Regions from separate parts of the Mus musculus genome. Here regions 2, 3 and 4 are each linked to region 1. The links are chromatin contacts, called in public promoter capture Hi-C maps. All regions are on one chromosome and are shown on one strand. Each heading gives the region's core, a stretch centred on a gene start, on an enhancer-like site or on the middle of the called end of the contact. The rest is flanking DNA. Distances are from core to core; before and after follow the strand shown. Region 1 holds the start of Nudt5 (nudix (nucleoside diphosphate linked moiety X)-type motif 5). Region 2 holds the start of Fam171a1 (family with sequence similarity 171, member A1). Region 3 holds the start of Cdnf (cerebral dopamine neurotrophic factor). Region 4 holds the start of Nmt2 (N-myristoyltransferase 2).

What was found. Promoter capture Hi-C pulls out the DNA fragments that hold promoters and counts their contacts. Capture Hi-C pulls out chosen DNA fragments and counts their contacts.
Region 2: a contact with region 1 is called in a promoter capture Hi-C map of liver, with 4 times the contacts expected there. The contact joins the promoter of Fam171a1 here to the promoter of Nudt5 in region 1. A contact is called at or near these places in 2 of 39 promoter capture datasets (liver and pre-B cells).
Region 3: a promoter capture Hi-C map of adipose tissue shows a contact between it and region 1, with 2.3 times the contacts expected there. The contact joins the promoter of Cdnf here to the promoter of Nudt5 in region 1. A contact is called at or near these places in 3 of 39 promoter capture datasets (the C10 cell line, cranial neural crest and pre-B cells) and 2 of 9 other capture datasets (adipose tissue and liver).
Region 4: a promoter capture Hi-C map of pre-B cells shows a contact between it and region 1. The contact joins the promoter of Nmt2 here to the promoter of Nudt5 in region 1. A contact is called at or near these places in 3 of 39 promoter capture datasets (the C10 cell line, liver and pre-B cells), 2 of 484 Hi-C or Micro-C datasets (CD4 T cells and embryonic stem cells) and 2 of 9 other capture datasets (adipose tissue and liver).

The regions. Positions count from the first base shown.
Region 1 is chr2:5,843,629-5,846,328 of GRCm38.p6, reverse strand. Nudt5 (nudix (nucleoside diphosphate linked moiety X)-type motif 5) reads right to left here and starts at 1,295. Exons shown (of 10, transcript NM_016918.3): 1 at 944-1,295. It overlaps Cdc123 (cell division cycle 123), which reads left to right and starts at 1,152. Exons shown (of 13, transcript NM_133837.5): 1 at 1,152-1,494. The coding sequence starts at 1,421.
Region 2 is chr2:3,116,995-3,119,694 of GRCm38.p6, reverse strand. It overlaps Fam171a1 (family with sequence similarity 171, member A1), which reads right to left and starts at 1,313. Exons shown (of 8, transcript NM_001081161.2): 1 at 1,043-1,313. The coding sequence starts at 1,139.
Region 3 is chr2:3,511,679-3,514,378 of GRCm38.p6, reverse strand. Cdnf (cerebral dopamine neurotrophic factor) reads right to left here and starts at 1,314. Exons shown (of 4, transcript NM_177647.4): 1 at 1,138-1,314. The coding sequence starts at 1,252. Hspa14 (heat shock protein 14) reads left to right here and starts at 1,565. Exons shown (of 14, transcript NM_015765.2): 1 at 1,565-1,745. The coding sequence starts at 1,689.
Region 4 is chr2:3,282,824-3,285,523 of GRCm38.p6, reverse strand. It overlaps Nmt2 (N-myristoyltransferase 2), which reads right to left and starts at 1,312. Exons shown (of 14, transcript NM_008708.2): 1 at 1,118-1,312. The coding sequence starts at 1,227.

The DNA of each region.
Region 1 (2,700 bases), core at 46-2,545:
CTTCCAACCACTTTACCTGTAACATTTCAAACAATGTATACCTCTCCTGTGTGTGTGTGCACGCGCGAGCACGAATTCTAATTCAAAATACAGAGGATTCTGTTCATCAGTTCTAACAAATACCTTTCTAAAGAGGTCAACAGTGGCTGGGGTTTTTCCTCTCTCTCTAATTTAAACTGCTTAGATGCGCTGTGGAAAATGCAATTTATTTTTCTGTGAGGGTGAGTATCAGAAATGTGGTGCTTCTGGACAAATACGTGCTTGGAACATGCCCAAGGCTTCTACATTACAGGAAGCACCAGAGGGTTTGAAAGGCCTGTCTCTTGCAGCTGGTGATTTTTTTCCTTTTTTTTTTTTTTTTTTAAAAAGAAACTGAACTTTGTAGGATGATAGATGGAAAAAGGAGTAGGGAGAAAAATGATATCACAAGTTGTCGTATACAAACTCTTCCAACCTTTTACGATTTCATCATTGCAGAGACATTGATAAAAATATGTGCTTTTTCCACACTGGTAACTTTTTCGGAATTGGACTAAACTTTAAGCTTAAAAGACACAACTTTCCCCTTTTTCTTGATTTCTCAGACGAACATCGCTTCTTTCATCTTCAGGATCGTAAAATACCACCCTCCTCCCCAGAATCGTGCATGCGGGACTTCTTCCCTGTGTCTCTAAAATCTACTTTCCGGAATGAGAAGGGGCCATCCTTCTTGTAGATGCCTCAACTGATGTGTTCCAACATTTACTGTGCTGTTCCCAGGTTCCTCTCGTAGCCCAGGCTGGTCCGCCTGGATCCCGGGTTCTCGTCTCGCGCTCAGGCGCAGACGCGGAGACACGCGCGCGCGGCGGGCTGTACTCTGGGCACCATCGGTTGTGCTCGCGCCCTTTTTTCCCTTCCCCTCTCCAAGGACACTTAGTACCGAGGTTGGCTCGCGCCCACTTACCTACACTAAACTGTGGGATGTGGAAGGGATTGAGGAGGAAAGGAAAAAGGATCAGGCAGAAGCTGCAGTCTCCGTAGAATCAGGCGCCACCGCTAGAGACACCGGCGCCTCTCGTGGTGCAAGGAGGATGTGCACACGTCCTCCTCCAGGCACCCGTAGAAGCTCAGCTAGCTTCAGATGATTACCTTCCGGGTCGAGGTGCATACAGACGAAAGCGGAGATGTAAGCTTCCTAAAAATCTACGCTTTCGTGCCTCTTCTCTGCGGACTCAGATCTCTGTGTGTCTTGCGCGTCTGTGTGGGCACGCTAAGCATACAGTCTACCATGGCTCTAGAGTCTAGCGCCAGCGGACTTTTACGGACCGGAAGAGTCCTTTCTTTAAGACGGCTCGGTCGGCACTTCCGGAAGTGCTGCGCAGGGTTCCGGGAGAGGGCTGGCGGGAGAGGGAAAGGCGGCTATTGACGCGGCAGCTGGAGAATGAAGAAGGAGCATGTTAGTCACTGTCAGTTCTCCGCGTGGTACCCACTTTTCCGAAGCCTTACCATCAAGAGGTAACCTATCCCGGAGTCAAACCGGGGGGTTTGGGTAAATCCCATCCCTTCAGAAAACTAAACAAAATCCGCAGGCCTTCTACTCAGTGGGAGCGACTGTGTCGAGCTGCGGATTTTCTATTGGCTTTGACGGAGCAAGATTAACAAGTAGATCAGTGTTTGCCGTGCGTCCTGTTCGGAATCAAAGAGCGAGTCGAGGGAGGTAGGGAGGCGGTGGGGGTCCTCGGTAGGGTAGATTGAAATAGATACTTTGGGAATTGTCAGAAGCGCAAGGCAATAAACAAAACAAAACTGGAGACTTTGCCTGCTGCTGACCGACAACCCCCTCTGGTGAGAGTTGCGTTCCATCATTGTACAATGAGAACAGTGATACAGACGGTACCTCCAAGTCTGGATGAAGCTCCAGTTTGGTAGTGTGTATAGGTTGCATTGCTACTGACGATCCAGTGTTCTGAGAAGAAGCAACCCATCTGGAGAGAAAGTGGGATCGTTTGGTTTTTGGTTTTGGGTTTTTTTTTTTTTTTTTTTTTTTTTTTTGATTTTTGAGACAGGGTTTCTCTGTGTAGCCCTTGCTGTCCTGGAACTCACTTTGTAGACCAGGCTGGCCTCGAACTCAGAAATCCACCTGCCTCTGCCTCCCAAGTGCTGGGATTAAAGGCGTGAGCCACCACCGCCTGGCTGAGAAGGTGGGATCCTATTCTCTAGTTCTCTGGCCTGGAACAAGGAATCTGTCCAGGTTTGCAGAATGCCCACGGTGAATTGGTGCATCCAAAAACAAAACAAAACAAAACCACAAAAAACAAAATCCTGCCCCCAAGAATTAGATTGTAGAGTCAGAACCCTCTGTCTGGCTTTGAATTCTGGTTCTATCAGCATCTTCAGCAAATTACTTAATCTCTCTAAACCACATTTGAAAACTTAGAAACATAATAGGATTGTCATGAGAATTGCAAAAGAAAAAAAATACTTAAAATGTTGCCACTCTTTTGTAGCACATAGTAAACACATGAAAAATGTTGCCTGTTACCTTTTGGATTTAATAAAGCCTCATTAAAGTGAATTTTTTTTTTTTTAATTTTATTTATTTTATTATTATATGTAAGTACACTGTAGCTGTCTTCAGACACACCAGAAGAGGGAGTCAGATCTTGTTACGGATGGTTGTGAGCCACCATGTGGTTGCTGGGATTCGAACTCTGGACCTTC
Region 2 (2,700 bases), core at 64-2,563, 2.7 Mb after region 1:
AGAATCTTGCCAAGGGTCTGAGTGCCTGCAGGAGCTCACATAAGACCAGTGAAGGCCCCTCCCTAACCAAGTTTACCCTGGGCAGGAGATGCCCTGGCTGAATTAACACATGCTCATCGGTTGGCTTTAGTCGCTCCTCAGAAAAAGGCAACAGAGAAGCACTAGACTTTGTCTTGACAAAATCATGTCAAGAAAGCTCCAGGATTGTTCTCAAATAGATTCAGATAAAAAAAAAAAAAAAAAAAAAAAAGCGTGTGGCCATTCTTGGTGGCCATTCTTGTACAGATGGGAAGCAGATTTATAAGAGGCCAAAGATTAAACAAAAGGCAGGAGCTGGCGACAGACAGACATGGAAATGGTTTTAAGTGATTAGGGTTTCCTAGTTCCAGTTTTCTCTCTTCTCAAGATGATCCCTGTGGCTGCTCAACAAATCCCTAAAGGTCTGAGAATCACGTAGAATAAGGGGGTCGGGAGAGAAGATACCAAAACTTTCCTAAACTGCGGCGGCAGACCTGGGGTCGCCAGGGCGCAAGGGGCACCCTGGGGCGGCGGCCGCCCCCTCCCCGCCACAACAAAAGGGCCGGGCACAGCCCTTGCGCTGGAACTCCAGGACCAGAGCTCCAGGGATCCCAAAGAGGGAAGGGGGGGGGGGGGAGTGGGGGAGAACCAGCCACCCAGGTCTATCCCTCCCGCGGCGGGGGAGTTGGGGGGGGGGGGGCAATGGAGCCGTGTGTCCGAATCATGCATAAAAGAAAGCACCTTGGATATAAGCCGAAGAGTCACCAGCGGCTGCCTCCTGGGTGGCAGAGCAGCTGGTGCCACCCAGATCCCCGGGGAGCATATGCGCCGCGGGCCCAGCGTGTTCCCCGGGCGGAGCCGCCCCCCCGGGTATCGCGACGTGGGGGACTGCAGGACCGCGATGCAGGTCGTGCTGCTTGGGCCTCCGCCACAATGCGGCCGGGGTCCAGCCGCCACCGCGGCCGCGCCAGGCCCGGGCGCGACACAAAAGCGTCCCCCTCCAGCCCCGCCACCGCCCACCGACCTTGGGCTCCCGCGCCGGGCTCCTGCAGCGTCTTGGTGACTGCCTTCCAAACGTGGCAGCCGAGCAGGCAGAGCAGCAGCGCAGCGGACTTGCTCATCTCCGCGCCACGGGCGCCGCGGGCCTCTCGGGCTCGCCACGCTCGGTCACGGGCGGCCGGGCGCCGCGCCTCCCTCCATGGCGCTGTGGCTCCGCGCGCCCGGCCAGCCGCCCGATTGGCCGGGGCCCCGCAGCCGGCCGCTCCCTCCTCCGAGCCCCGCGCCCGGCTTCCCCAGACCGCCGCGGCCGCTCCGCCGGCGCCTTAACCCCTTCCTGCCCCGCCCCACGCCCGCGGGAGCGCACGGGCCCTGGGTCCGTGGTGCCACCTGGCGGCCGCCGCTCTGCGGGAGTCCCAGGCGCCTCCAAACCCCTGGCTATTCCTGCAGAGAGGAGGCCTTCGACGTCACGCTGGGTTACCTAAGGGTCCGCAGGAAGCATTTGAGTCTAGGGTGTGACCTCTCATCCTGAAGCTGTCCAAGCCACTATCCTCTGACTTCCCCCAGGGTAGATTTGACAGCCAGACTTATAGGTCAAGTGTAACAATACCTAAGGCTGGCTGCAGGAGGCCCAACACCACCTCCTTGTATAGCATTGGAAGGGAAGGGTAAGGAGGTTTTCAGTGATAAGAGGCCCTGGGTGATTTCTCCCCATCCCCACCTCTATTTATTAAAGAAAAAAAATCCAATGGCATGTTAAAACACAACAGCAAAGACTATGCAGGAGCATTGCAATGGGGACGGTTAACAATGGAATTTTATAGCAGGGGAGATAGATTTTGCTCAACTTGGGACTCAGCAGAGACAAACAACCATTTATAACGAAGGAGCTGTGAGTGTGTGTGCGTGCGCGCGTGTCCTATGTTGAAAATTACCAAGATGAAGCACTGGGGATAGGGCTCTAGCTAAAGTTACCTAGGAAGATTCTTACTGAAGGCAGGTCAGGAGTGAAGCACGGCCACTCTGGCCAGATATCTAACGTGTTTAGATATCCAGGATGGACAAGCAGGCTTGCTATTTTACAAGAAGTGGACAGGTAGACCCAGGAGATGGGAAGCCTAGTATCTGAGAGAAACTTTGTCACAACCTACATGGTTTGGCATAGTGTTATATGCTTGTGATTCCAGTACTCAAGAGGCTCTCACATCCAAGGTTAGGCTGAGACACAGTGAGACCCTGTCTAAGCACAACAAAGAAAGAGACATTCTATTTTCATAGGAGAACATGGAAGCTAGAGAAAGCTAAGGAACCTGATCCCAAGCACACAGCTGGGCTGTGGTTGGGGTGGCTAGTTTGATTAGCCAACTTGAATCTAGAATCACCTGGAAAGGAAGGATCAAGGGTTGGGGTGGAGTGAGGGGAGAGTAGACTAGGTTGACCCATGGCAGAGGGTATCAACTTGTGGGTCATGCATGACCCCTTTGAGGATTGAACAAACCTTTCACAGGGAACACTCAAGACCATTGGAGATTCTACATTATGATTCATAATTAGCAAAATGACAATTATGAAGTAGCAATGAAAATATTGTTATGGTTAGGGGTCACCACAACCTGAGGAACTGTATTAAGGGGTCACAACATTAGAAAGGTTGAGAACCACTGGCTTATGACCATGCCTGTAGGA
Region 3 (2,700 bases), core at 65-2,564, 2.3 Mb after region 1:
TGTTTTGTTTTGTTTAAGGTTTATTTATTTTATATATGTGAGTACACTGTCACTGTCCTCAGCCACACCAGAAGAGGGCATCAGACCCCATTACAGATTGTGAGCCACCATGTAGTTGCTGGGAATTGCACTCAGGACCTCTGGAAAAGCAGTCAGTGCTCTTAACCACTGAGCCATCTCTCCAGCCCTTTTTTGTTTATTAAAGTAGTTTCATACATCAATCTATAATGATTTCAAAATAGTTTGAAGTTCTATAATAAAATCCTGCTTGCCCAAGATGAGATCTTTAACTGAAATTATAACTGTTAAACCAGTATCTTTAGCTACAGAAATTTTAAATAACATCTAAACTTATTTTAAATTTCTAGAGGAAGGTTTGATAATTGCTGATAGAAAGCTGGACTCCAACTACTATTAATACTATTTACTTACAATAAGACTCAACTGCCCATTCCACATGAATCTTGTCTCCATTTTCTGTTCAGTACATCTGCTCTCAAGATGAGAAGATATATGTTTACATCACTTCAATAAAACAAGAAGTGCTACAGTGGTCCCAAAGGGACTATCAAAACTGTTCATCTTGGCTCTTGTTAACAGTCCTCTACAAAATACACTGTTTTTTTGTTTTGTTTTGTTTTTACAAAACCTAGGTACTATAACACCCTCAAAACCAGGTGGGATGGTGGAATTGAAGGTATGATCGCCAAGTCCACAGAAGAAAACAGGCGTCTATTTTATCGTTCTCTAGGAATTAATGTGCTCCTTTGTAAAGCAGCTTGTCTATAAAGTCCTAGTCAGCCGTACCCTTGTCTTTGATTTCAGCAACCCTAACGTATTGCCATGTTTTATTTACCTCCTAGGAATGGCAATTAGTTTGAACCTCAAAACATGTCTTCTGAGCAGAGAAGCAAGTCTCCTCGGTTAGGAGCAACAAAATCAAGTTGGCAGCGGAGACCATTTGCACAAAATCTAATACGAATCCTATTTCACTCCTTTTTCTGCGCCACCTTAATAATGACAGCAAAAGCAGAAGGGTGAAATGTTATTTACAGCTTGGGCCGGGAGAAGCTGCTTAGGCAATTGCTAGGCTGAGCGCGGTGTCGCCGCCATGCAAGCAGGTCACACACCGCTCACCTTCACAGTCAGCCCTCGGCCCCACACCGGCCTCCAGGCCCTGCGCCAGCACAGGGTTCGAGATACAAAACCCGGCGCAAAAGGTCACCAGAGCAGTTGGACTGATGCACCGCATGCTGAGCCTGGGACCCGGAACTACCCACACCTTCCTTACTGTAGTGGGGGCTGCCTCGTGAAGCCGGAAAGAGGCAGGAAACAAGTGACGCAATCTCACCAGGCGTTCCCATTGGCTCTGATGAACGGCGCTCAGGAGAGGGAGGAGCTAATGACCCTCTTCCGGGCCTTTCCGGCTTGAGCTTGAGCAGACCGGCGTTTACGCCGGGCTCCCAAGGAGCGCGGAGTGATGCGCTAAAACTATTGGCTAACCGTTCTGATGAAAGGCGGCATCCTTATGTTGATTGGCTGCGACTTGGGAGGCCGGCGCAGCAGACCGGACGCAGTAGGCGGGCGGGAACGTGAAGTCTCCGCAGTGCCTGATGGGCTTGTTCCGAGGAAGCTAGCTGAAGCTGCTGAAGGGTCCTTCGTTGAGCTGCCGTGGTCTCCGCCGCCTTATGGCGGCGATCGGCGTGCACCTGGGCTGCACATCAGCCTGTGTGGCTGTCTACAAGGTGAGCCTGGGAAGCTGTCTCCGGGTTCCGTGGCGGCCACCCTGTTTTCTGGGCTCCGGGTCATCGGCCCGGGAACCGTGCGTGCAAGCAAGTGGCAATGTTGCGGGTTCTCGGCTCTCCCTCCAAGGCCAAGCACGCTGTGTGGAGGGTGGATACAGAGAGCCGGATCTTGGATACTCCAGGGTATCCTGGACGTCTTGGCTGTTTGAGGAGTTTTAGGGACGAAAAGGCCTCAAGCATGCAGGGTGCACTTAGGAGACCGGGCCATAGGATGCCCAGAAGAGTTCAAAAGACGTCAGGGCTCCAGGATGCCTGGAGTCCTCGGGGCGGGGGACATCGTTCTTGTAAAGACGCCTAGAACAAACCTGGATGTCAGGACCCCCTGGATGCTAGAGAAGTCCTAGTGACAACTGACCGCAGAGTCCCTAAGAGGTCACGGTGACGTCACTGGTTCGGGGTTCCCGGAGGTGGGAGGTATTTGAATTTCTGAGCAACCAGAGCACTGTGTAACTGCCCTCGAGAGAAGGGTTCCTAGTTAAGAACTGACTCTTGCTGTACACACTTGATTCTAGAACTGAGAACTTAACAAGGAACTATAGCTTTTTCCTCCTCAATATCGATGGAGAAGGAACAATGTTAAGGAATTTAACCGATGCTATCTTCGGTTTTAAGTCTCATTCGATTTATCAGGAAAGTCCCAGGGGAGTAGCTACTTCGTTTGTAGGGAAGCAGGTGGAAAAGCTGTATTTGTGGGAGAGTCGTGTAATCATGCTTGCTAGGTATAGAATGTTGTATACATTTGATCCAGCTTACTGCACAGATCTAAACGGGAAAATGCATGGGCTAGAAGAAGCCTTTTATTAAACTATAAGAAACAAATAGTGGCAGTTAAAAGACCAGTTTATGAGGGACAATCTAAGAAAGAGAGACACTGCCAACCTAGTAAGGTTTTGCA
Region 4 (2,700 bases), core at 63-2,562, 2.6 Mb after region 1:
AAATACAAATACTTTAAAGACTCTCCATGAACTGAATAAATAAGCCATCTGTGACTCAGGCTTCCCTATCGTGTTTTTAGGCTGACCCACTTCTCCAGTCACCATGGTTCGCAGAATCTCACTTCTAAGGGGCAGCAGTAACAGTCTGTGCCAGCGCATAGTTTGAATCCAACAGGGTAAAAGGCTGAGGCAAACAGCACCTACAAAGGGACACCGGTCTTTATTTAAAATGATCCTCCAAACCCCGCCTCTAAAACAGAACTTCAATACCAGCCTTAACCAGAAGCAGTCTTTTCTCGAAGAAAAAAAAATCAAGTCTGTAGGGGAGAAAAGAGGGCAGCATAGATTGAGAAACCGATCAAATGTTAAAGTACTTGGTGCATTTGGCTTTGGAGATCAGACACCAGTTTTGCAGGAGGGGCAAGGTCGGGGCCGCGGGAACTCCGTTCACCCGTCAGCTCTGCTCTAGAAAGCTCTGAGGGCACGCTCAGAGGCCGCAAAGCTGAACGCCCTCAGGCGTCGGCTGAGACCTGTCTCCCTCCCCCTCTCCCGGTCTCGGCGCCCCTTTCCCGGCCTGGGAGGCAGAACTTTGCGCAGTTCGTCGCCAGCAGCCGAGACCGCCAGAGGCGCATCCCTATCCCACCCCCACCGCCGGCTCTGCGGGTTTCCTCTCTACAGGGGGTTAGTGGCGGCTGGGGGGGGGGGGCGCGAAAGAACTAGAAGGATGCCAAGGCACAAGTGGAACGACTTGCATCTCCCTCGCCTCGCCGGTCCAAGACGCCGCCACCGCAAAGGGAAGGGCCTTGCGTCCTTGCTAAGTTCCCACCCGAACCACTCGCCGTGGTAGGGTGAGGCCAAGCCAGCGGGGGCGCGCGGCAGGTGACTGTCGCGTCGCGGGTTCCCGGGCCCGAGTCGCAGTCTCCCCGCCCACCTCAGCCCTCGCCCACCACTGCGTGCTCCCCGAGAGCTGGGAGACCTGCACCTCACAATGGTCTCGGGATGAGGACACCGCCAAACGGAGCCTCCGGTCTAGGGGCTCCCGCACGCCACGAGCGGGCGCGGGAGCCCTGAGGTGCGCGCGGTCCCCGCCCTGTCGCGCCCGCGCGCCACCTCCTACCCTTTGGCGTGTTCGGTCTCCTCCTCATTGTCTCCGTCTATTCCGCACGTGTCCTGGTCGTCCAGCTCTAGGCTCTGCTGGCTGGCCGCAGACTCGCTGTCCTCCGCCATCGCGGCGGCTCCGAACGGCTGGGGAGGCGGCGCTCCGAGCAGCAAGCAAGGCGCGACAGGGCGGGCGCGGCCGCAGCTCCCTCTAGTGCCGCCCACCCTCGGGCACCGAGTCTCGAGTCTGCGGCCCCGCCCACCCCCCGGTCACGCCCATCACAGCCGGCCCGGCCCCGCCCACTCCCTTGAGGCTCCCGCCTGTCTATGCAGTCCCGCCCGCCTCAGTCAGGGCGGGCCCCGCCCACATTGCGTGCCTACACCCGCCCACTTCATCAGTTCTCCCACTTAGGCAGTCGAGGCCCCGCCTACCTCGCCTTCCCACTTCCGCCTATTTTAGCGGGTGAAGACCGGCTCCTCTCGTGGTCCCGTTTCCGCCTGGGCTAGCGAGGCTCCGCCCACCTCGCCTTCCGCTTCGGCTCCACTCCGCCAGCACTGCCCCGCCCACCTCGCTCGCCCGCTCGGGCCTCCTCAGCGGGCACGGCCCCGCCCACCTCAGCCAGCAGAAGGGCGAAAGCACGAGGCCGGCCCTTCCTCAGTCTAAAGCTGTGAGGTGGGGCGGTGGGGGAATGGTGGAGCCGGAGCGGGAGCCGGAGGCCGAGGCTTTTGGGCTTGGGGCGTGGCCTGAATGAGGATGCGTTTGTGGCTCCAAGGCTAGACCTGGTCACTGCAGGCTGGATTGCAGGGCTGCGCGGCAGCCTTTGCGACCACTGCCTACAGATTCTATATGTCTGTGTGCCTCAGCGCTCTCGACTTCTGCAGGGATTTTTTTTTTCACTCAGGCCTGCGATTCCCTAAAGCTCTCCCTGCCTCCTCTTCCACATGTTCTTCAAAATTTTCCATTTCACATTTTAGTATCTAATGCTTATCGAGCCAAAGCTCCGCCCTCCCCACCTCCCCGCTGCAAGCAGCCTCAGAGTCCTCAACAGAAAATGACTGGAGTTGGTTTTTGTTTGGTTGACTGGGGTTTTTGTTTGTTTGGTTGGTTTTTTTCTTTTGCTTGCATGTTTTTGTCTAGATGGGTTCGGCTGAGAACAGAATGAACATTTTGTGAAACATGAAGACACCCAGATTAGGGGGATTGGGTCGTTTTAGGCAAGTCTGTCGGCTCTCTCCTAAGTGAAGGTCATGACCTAGACCACCAAGGAAACCTGTATGGGCAGTGTTGAAATCGTCCTCCATCAGGAAACAGGAGAGGAAGAAAGCCAAGCATGGTGGCCCATGCCTGTTATCCCAGCAGTCCTGGATGTAAAAAGTCCCGGAGGTCAAAATGAGGAGTTCTTTGAGGCCAGCATCCACTGCATACAGAGTTCAAGGACATCTTGAGCAACAACAGACTCCTCTCAGGGAAAATAAAGGACTGGGGGATAGAGGAAAGAGAATCTCCTGGGTGTACCAGATAAGGCAAAGGTGAAATCCATATTGCTGTTAAATACTTCCCACAGCAGGCACTCGGTTGCATTCCAGAGACAGGGATTTTTC